Regions from separate parts of the Mus musculus genome. Here region 2 is linked to region 1. The links are chromatin contacts, called in public HiChIP or PLAC-seq maps. All regions are on one chromosome and are shown on one strand. The core of a region is the stretch at or near the end of the contact, and the rest is flanking DNA. Distances in the headings are between cores, read along the strand shown. Region 1 holds the start of Chordc1 (cysteine and histidine-rich domain (CHORD)-containing, zinc-binding protein 1). Region 2 has its middle 34 kb from the start of Olfr24.

Evidence for each region. HiChIP or PLAC-seq counts read pairs in DNA pulled down with a chosen protein or histone mark.
Region 2: an H3K4me3 HiChIP or PLAC-seq map of embryonic stem cells shows a contact between it and region 1, with 9 times the contacts expected there. The contact joins the enhancer-like site here to the promoter of Chordc1 in region 1. A contact is called at or near these places in 5 of 39 promoter capture datasets (the C10 cell line, cranial neural crest, embryonic stem cells and 1 more), 2 of 484 Hi-C or Micro-C datasets (both in embryonic stem cells) and 7 of 115 datasets of contacts at active chromatin or transcription factors (bone marrow-derived macrophages, embryonic stem cells, neural progenitor cells and 1 more).

Annotation. Positions count from the first base shown.
Region 1 is chr9:18,290,581-18,293,776 of GRCm38.p6, reverse strand. It overlaps Chordc1 (cysteine and histidine-rich domain (CHORD)-containing, zinc-binding protein 1), which reads right to left and starts at 1,510. Exons shown (of 11, transcript NM_025844.2): 1 at 1,317-1,510. The coding sequence starts at 1,380. Gm51667 (a long non-coding RNA gene) reads left to right here and starts at 512. Exons shown (of 4, transcript XR_003948105.1): 1 at 512-702; 2 at 1,073-1,592.
Region 2 is chr9:18,719,820-18,723,131 of GRCm38.p6, reverse strand. No RefSeq gene overlaps it. Among named protein-coding and RNA genes, the nearest start is that of Olfr24, 34 kb to the left of the region's middle. Within about 2 kb of position 1,906, at least 50 of the 459 cell types and tissues checked have an H3K27ac peak or open chromatin away from gene starts, as enhancers often do. A contact at or near this core is called in embryonic stem cells, neural progenitor cells and stem cell-derived neural progenitor cells, where this site is marked.

The DNA.
Region 1 (3,196 bases), core at 261-2,760:
GAAACATCTATCACTGTACTCCTTGAAAACCAGAAATATTGGTATATTCTGCACTAATCTTTTAATTTGTAATTTTAATGTGTAAAGTCAAATGATTCCCATTCTAAAAAGCTTTCTCCTAAATCCAGTGTTATCAACTGCCACTCATTCAACCAATTTACTTGGCATTCATCCCTACTTTCTAAAACACTTCCCCATTTGGTCGGCTGACTGGTGTTCCCTTGATGTATGTGCCCCAAATTGATGACTGTCTATTTTTTCGTGGCTTTCCTAGCCTATGGTTCCATTTCACACACACAAAGACAGATAAACTTCCAACAACAAGCTGGTATCTCTCCTGAACTTTGGTCAGGAATTTAGTACCCTAAAAATATTGCCTCAGGCTACAATGCATCAATGTATTCAGTACTGAAGTAGAATATGTACATATCATGACAGTTAAACGTGTGTTCATACACTGGCTTCGCTGCATCTTTCCCTTTAAATCCTGTCCCAGTCTCATTTTGAAAGAAGCTACCAGTTTACTTGTGTACCAAGATCATTATCTAAGGAACTGGTCTTAACCTCTTTTACAAAGCTGAACTGTGTTATTAACACGTGGTGTTCCAGTCTGTGATGAAATACTTCAGTGTGGTTCAGTTATATAATGAGTATATATGAATGGATATAAAGACCATACTATACATACTAGATGAATCGGAGGTAAGTGTTGTTTATTCCTGCAATAGCCCAGTTATCTGCATAAATACTCCACTCAATAATGAGATTCATTCACACCTCTGGTTTCACCCAGCATAGGTGCTTGCTTTCATTGTGCATTCCAAATTTGACCACACTGGCTTTTGGAACAGCACTTGGGGATCATTTTATGCTGGAATAGCGTAGTTTAAAACTGCAGGCCCCAGTAAAAGTATGCCGAAAACGTTATTGTGGAACGGATGTGTAACAGTCATTTCCGGAGCCCAGCACGGTTTTTTAAAAAGCAAGTAATTTGACAAGTGACAACACGCTTTCCACTAGTACTCAAACGCAACAAGAAGTCTAATAGTGTGCACCTCTTTATACCTCTTAGGCCCAGGAATCACGGCGGTGACAGTGTAAACCGGGTCTGGATAGCCTAGAATTGAGCAAGTGCAGGGGATGCCCACTGAGGAATGAGGGGCGCCGGGGACACCGAAGCGCCCGGCCCTGCGCTCCCAGAGAGGGTGAGAGAGCTGGGAGGCTCCGGGGGACCGCAAGAGGTGAAGCCAGGTGAAGGAGGCCAAGGGTCCGGAGAGGGAGGCCTGGAGAAAGCTGCCGGCCACGGTCCTCCTTACCGTCCGAGTTGGCCTCTGGGTCGAAACGCTGGCCACAGCCGCGGTTGTAACACAAGAGCGCCATTCCGTCTTCTCGGCGAAATCCACACCACCCGGGACTAGAAGTGAATCACCGCAGCAATCACCAGCACTACTGTTCAGGCCGCAGCTAGCTTCCGGAAGCCGCCGGTACTGCTTCAGGAATTTTCCCGAACGTTCCGGTTGCACAGGCGCAGAAGAGACCGGAAGACGGGCCAGCGTCGGGCGGTGGACAGATTTCCTACCGGACTGCCACAGGTGAGCACAGTCGGGTGGATCCGGACAGTTATAGATGAGACACCAGGGGAGGAAGCGGAAGACTCGGCGAGCGGCGATCTCTTTGTGTTCCACCCCGCATTCTCCCGGCGTGCTTTGTGTTGCGCGGCACGCCGAGTTCACTGCGCAGCCGCGGTCGCTTGCCAGAGGGTAATTGAGGGGTGAGGTCCGCCCCTTTTCCCGGTCCCTCGGTCCAGGTTTATGCAGCGTCAGAACCTATGCTCTTATGCTCCTCTAGAACTGCGTCAGTTACCAAAAATTGAGGTTAAGTCGTCTTACAAAGACAGGACTTTAGAATGAGCAAAATTATGTTTTGAGTGCAGTCCTAGAGTCAATCACAATTCTAAATTGAAATTTCACGTTAGTCATCACGTAACCTACATTCAATCTTTCAGTAGGTCTTGTGACATTTTTAGTGTGCAAAACACATTATTACATTAATAGGCAACTTGCAAACAGTATGGTCCTCAGCACATGCTTTCTATATGATGCTTTTGAAATAGCAGACTGTTTTGATGACGGAAAGTAGTTGTAATTTACCAATAATCCCAAGTTTATTAATGAAGATCTATTCACAACCTTCCTAATCCCAATAATAAAAGTATTCTCATTTTCTGTATCTCTTTTTATGCCTAGAAATATCAAACTTATGTGTTACAACAAAAAATATAATGTATTTATTTAAGCTAATAGAATTTTCATTTTATGCCATTGTTAAGTCATTTATAGTCATTGTTATGAATGTGAAAAAATATAACGTAAAAGCAAAATTCTAGGCCTTTAGGCCCAGGCTTGAGAATGTGACCTCTATGACTCAATGCTCCAAGGGATGCTAATCATAAAACAGCAATATTCCTCCACCCACCAGCTTCCTGGGTTCAAGGAGTGTTCATTCAAAGAAAGTCACCCTGACCCACCCTGACCATTGCTGGAACCCGCTATGCAAATGTGCTATTGTTAGGGGCTCTTAGAAACTGTCTTGAGAAATAATCCCCACAATTACCAGGTATTCCTTGTGACTCTTGTGACTGCACTTCTTTGTGACTCTTAACTGGTATTTTTGGTATTTTCCAACAATGCCCTCCCCACCTCCTTGAGTTGTGGTTTCTTCCTTTAAATACCCCTTTACCCAGCTACTCAGGGCGCCATGGTCTTCTACCCCTGCATGGTGTATGACTGTGAGCACTCTTGAATTAAAAGTCCTCTTGCAGTTTGCAGCGAGACAGTTTCTGGTGAGTGATTTGGGGTGTCGCCTCTCCTGAGTCAGAACATGGGGGAGTCCTCATGTTGTGGGTCTTTCAAAAGATGGAATATGTTGAATTATGTCATTTTCCACTCTCTCCTATATAATCTCACCAATTTAATTGTGCCCAAGTCAGTAGTCAATTTACTGCAGATTGCTCCCCTCTCCACTTTGAAAGTAGCTAATACTGTGTGAAGGGCATAAGCCTTTTAAATACTTCTAAATTTTAAAAAGACTATATATTGCCAATTGATTTCTAAAAGGTGGTATCAGTTTTCACTTTAGCTATGGATAGCTACTATAATCGACCATAGAAATTAATCATAAATAATAAGAAATGGAT
Region 2 (3,312 bases), core at 657-3,156, 430 kb before region 1:
TGTTGTTGTACATACAGGTGGACTTCCTTGCCATTTTTAAGTTTTAGCCTATACACTCAGAAAACCTTGAGGTCTTACATAATTAGGTCATAATTACATACAACCAGTAGGGAGGAATGCCAGGATACTCAGTGAAGTGCTAATGATCTTGTCTATCTCCTCATTTGAAAGAACGTTAACTGTAATTCGTTCAGTTCAGTTGTAATTGTTTAAACAGACACAAAGTTCTGACAATGGCCATTGTTTAGTTTAGAAGGCATGCAGCATTACCTTAACAAGAGAAGGCGGAACCCAGATTACATGCACAGTGTGATGCTACAAATTATTTCCTGTGTAAATAGTGTAAAACCATTAGCCTTGCCATCCTCCCGGTAAACATTACAGAAATTGTAGGACCACTGTTATAACATGCTACATGTGTAGCATGTCAAGTTTCTGCATCGTAATCATTATAAAATTTATGTTTACAACATCTAACAGAAGTTAGCTGAGGAAGCCCTATTACAACTATGAAGTTGGAGTTATTGCTGAGGAATTTTGGACAGAGGGTTTCTTCTGTCATTTTTAAGTATAAGCAATTTTATTACTTAATTATTTAGCTGATTGTACCATGAGATATGATAAATAATAGTTTCTATTAGAAGTAGTTTACATCTTAGCTGTTTTAAAGTACATAGGCCTCATAACATAACATAACATAACATAAACAATAGAAGCCTGTGTTAGAAGTGCTATGCTTTTTTAGCTTTTTTTAAGTACATAAAGTCTTTCCGGATTGGGGTGGGGGAACTTCTTAGTAATGTAAAACAGGCTATGACTTTTTTTATACACAAAGACATCCCCATGTCCCTGGGACTGCACTGGGTGATCTACATCTCTATGCCCTGTTTGTGTGTTTCTGCAGATGAGGGGTGGGGGGGACAGACCACTTGAAAAGCCTAGCAGGAAATTGAACCATAGAAACAAAAGCAAACAGCTGCGGGAAGTAAATAAGCCCCAGCAACAAAAAGACCACCCTAGCTCCCATAAATCAGGAGAGAGTGCTCGAGACCTAGCAGAAATAGCAGGCCGACAGGCAGGCAGGCAGGCAGACGTTAGGACCCAGTGTAGATTGTATCTCCAGTTTTCTTTTGTGTTAAATTTGGGCTCTAGGCCAGGATGGAAACTAGAGCTGAATGGCAGGGATGAGAGGTTAAAATGAGCTGGGGAACAGGGGGTGAGAGGGTGTTCCTCAGATCCTCTGCTGTTTCCTTTGAGAAAGTTGTTTAGATCAGTCAGAACCTCAAAATTGAAAGTTTCAAAACTGGGGCGAGGTATAGCCATTATCAGAGTGCGATGGACAGATTTGAGCAGATAATTGAGCTTCCTGTGCTGAAACCCACTAAGAAGGAGCTTTTTGAGCTTCCCTTAAAAAATGGTATAAGTTTGAAGTGACAAGCATGACTGGTGGAGTGTCTTATTTTGCTGCCTCTGGTGAACCTGGATTTTGGGAAAGAAGAAAATGAGCCCAGATGTTAGGAGGGAGCATCCATCCCTATGCTATAAGATCTAGGAGTATTCTAAAGGCGGTTAGCCATGGTAGATTCTCAATGCTCCAAGAATTTCGTGACCTGGAGAGGGGGTAAGAACCTCACAGGGCTTTGGGGGTCTGGTCAGGGAACCTCTGAGTTAGGAAAAGCCTGACAAATTGCTGTGCAATATCGTTTAGGTTTGTGAAGAACTGGAGTCTGGCAAAACTGAACTGAGCCTACTTTGGTTGACTCCCCTCACCTTCTGCTGATACCTACCAGTCCTCAATGAAAAATATCCCTGGCATTCCAGAGACCAACTCGGGAAACCACTGGCCCATAGGGCCTTGGTTCACATAAAGCTGATTTTCTGGCTGAGTTATAAACTAGGCCCAACAGACCCTGTGACCAGGCATGTCTGGGAGGGATTAGTGGGTGTCAGTTTGTGCTAGGGTTCAGTCAGAGCTAGGCTGCCAGGAAGTCTTTTATAATGTCCAGGCCTCCAGTGCCTCAGGGCTCAAGTTTCGGTGGAAGCAGAGACAAATAATAGAAGGTGTACACAAGACAGGATGATTCCCACAGCACACAAGGCCTAGGGAAGCTTGTTATGAAAGAGCAGTGCAGAAGAGAAAAAGGGGAGGAGAGGGAAGAAAAAGAAAGAAAGAGAGGAGAGAAGATAACACAGTATAGGATAAAGACAGTGAGAAGAAAGAGGGGAAGGGGGAACAAAGATATCTATATGAAAGAAAACATGCAAATGGGAGAGTGGTTAGCTAGAGAGGTAAAGGGACGAGATGCAGAAAAGGAGCAGAAAGATGGAAAAGACAAGAGGGAATATTTTAAAAGGGAAAGAGAGGTGTTGAGAGATATTTACAGAGACTAAAAGAGAAAGTGAATAGATCCTGGAGAGAACAGGGGATATGATGGAATGGGAGAGAATGATAGAGAGGAGAAAATCAGGTGAAAGAACAACTTGGAGAGAGTGAGATCTTGAGAGAAACAAATATTAAAAATAACTGGAGATAGGCAGTGAAGGAAAGAAATCAAGAAAGGAGAAAACATAATTCAACTCTATGTGAAGTGGGCAAAGAAAAAAATGCAGAAAGAACAAAAGGCAGAAGAGGAAAAACTGGGGGAAAGGTAAGGGAGGCCAGGGACTGGGAAATATTGAGGAAGAGACACAGAGGCAAATATACCATGACTGGAAGAAAGGGTGATGACAAGGGCCTGGGGATGCAGTTCAGTGTGGAATCATGATCCTCGTGGCCATTAGGAATGAGCCCAGATATTTGTTCCTGAGGAGACCTTTTCCATCTTTTCCCATGAGAAAGGAAGCAGCCCTCTAAGGAAACCCTGCCCTGCTTCCTCTCTACACCATTTTCACTTTCCCAGAAAAGGTAGACTGCTTCTGTAATAGGCATGAGTCCCTAGGCTCAGTACCCAGGCATGAAGGAGCACAGAATAGAAAATACAGGAGAGGTAACACAAGAATGAAGAGAGGAAAGAGAAGGAAGGATTTAAGAGTAGAAAATGAAGTATTCTGTTCTAATACAGTAACTGCACTATGCCTCAAAGAAACACAAAATGAATGTAACCAAGCAAGACACTTTCTTTTTGTAAAAAATATGTGGACATTATTTTTGTAAAACTTGTGTGCTAGAATCCAAACCAGCCAAACAAGCAGCACTTGTGGCCAAGTGACTTCTGCCTTTTATTCCTAATGCAGGTAGGTGATGACTGTCTCACCTCATTGGTAGGAACTGTACCTCACAGTATGAGGAGATGGCTCACCTATGTGAAGAGG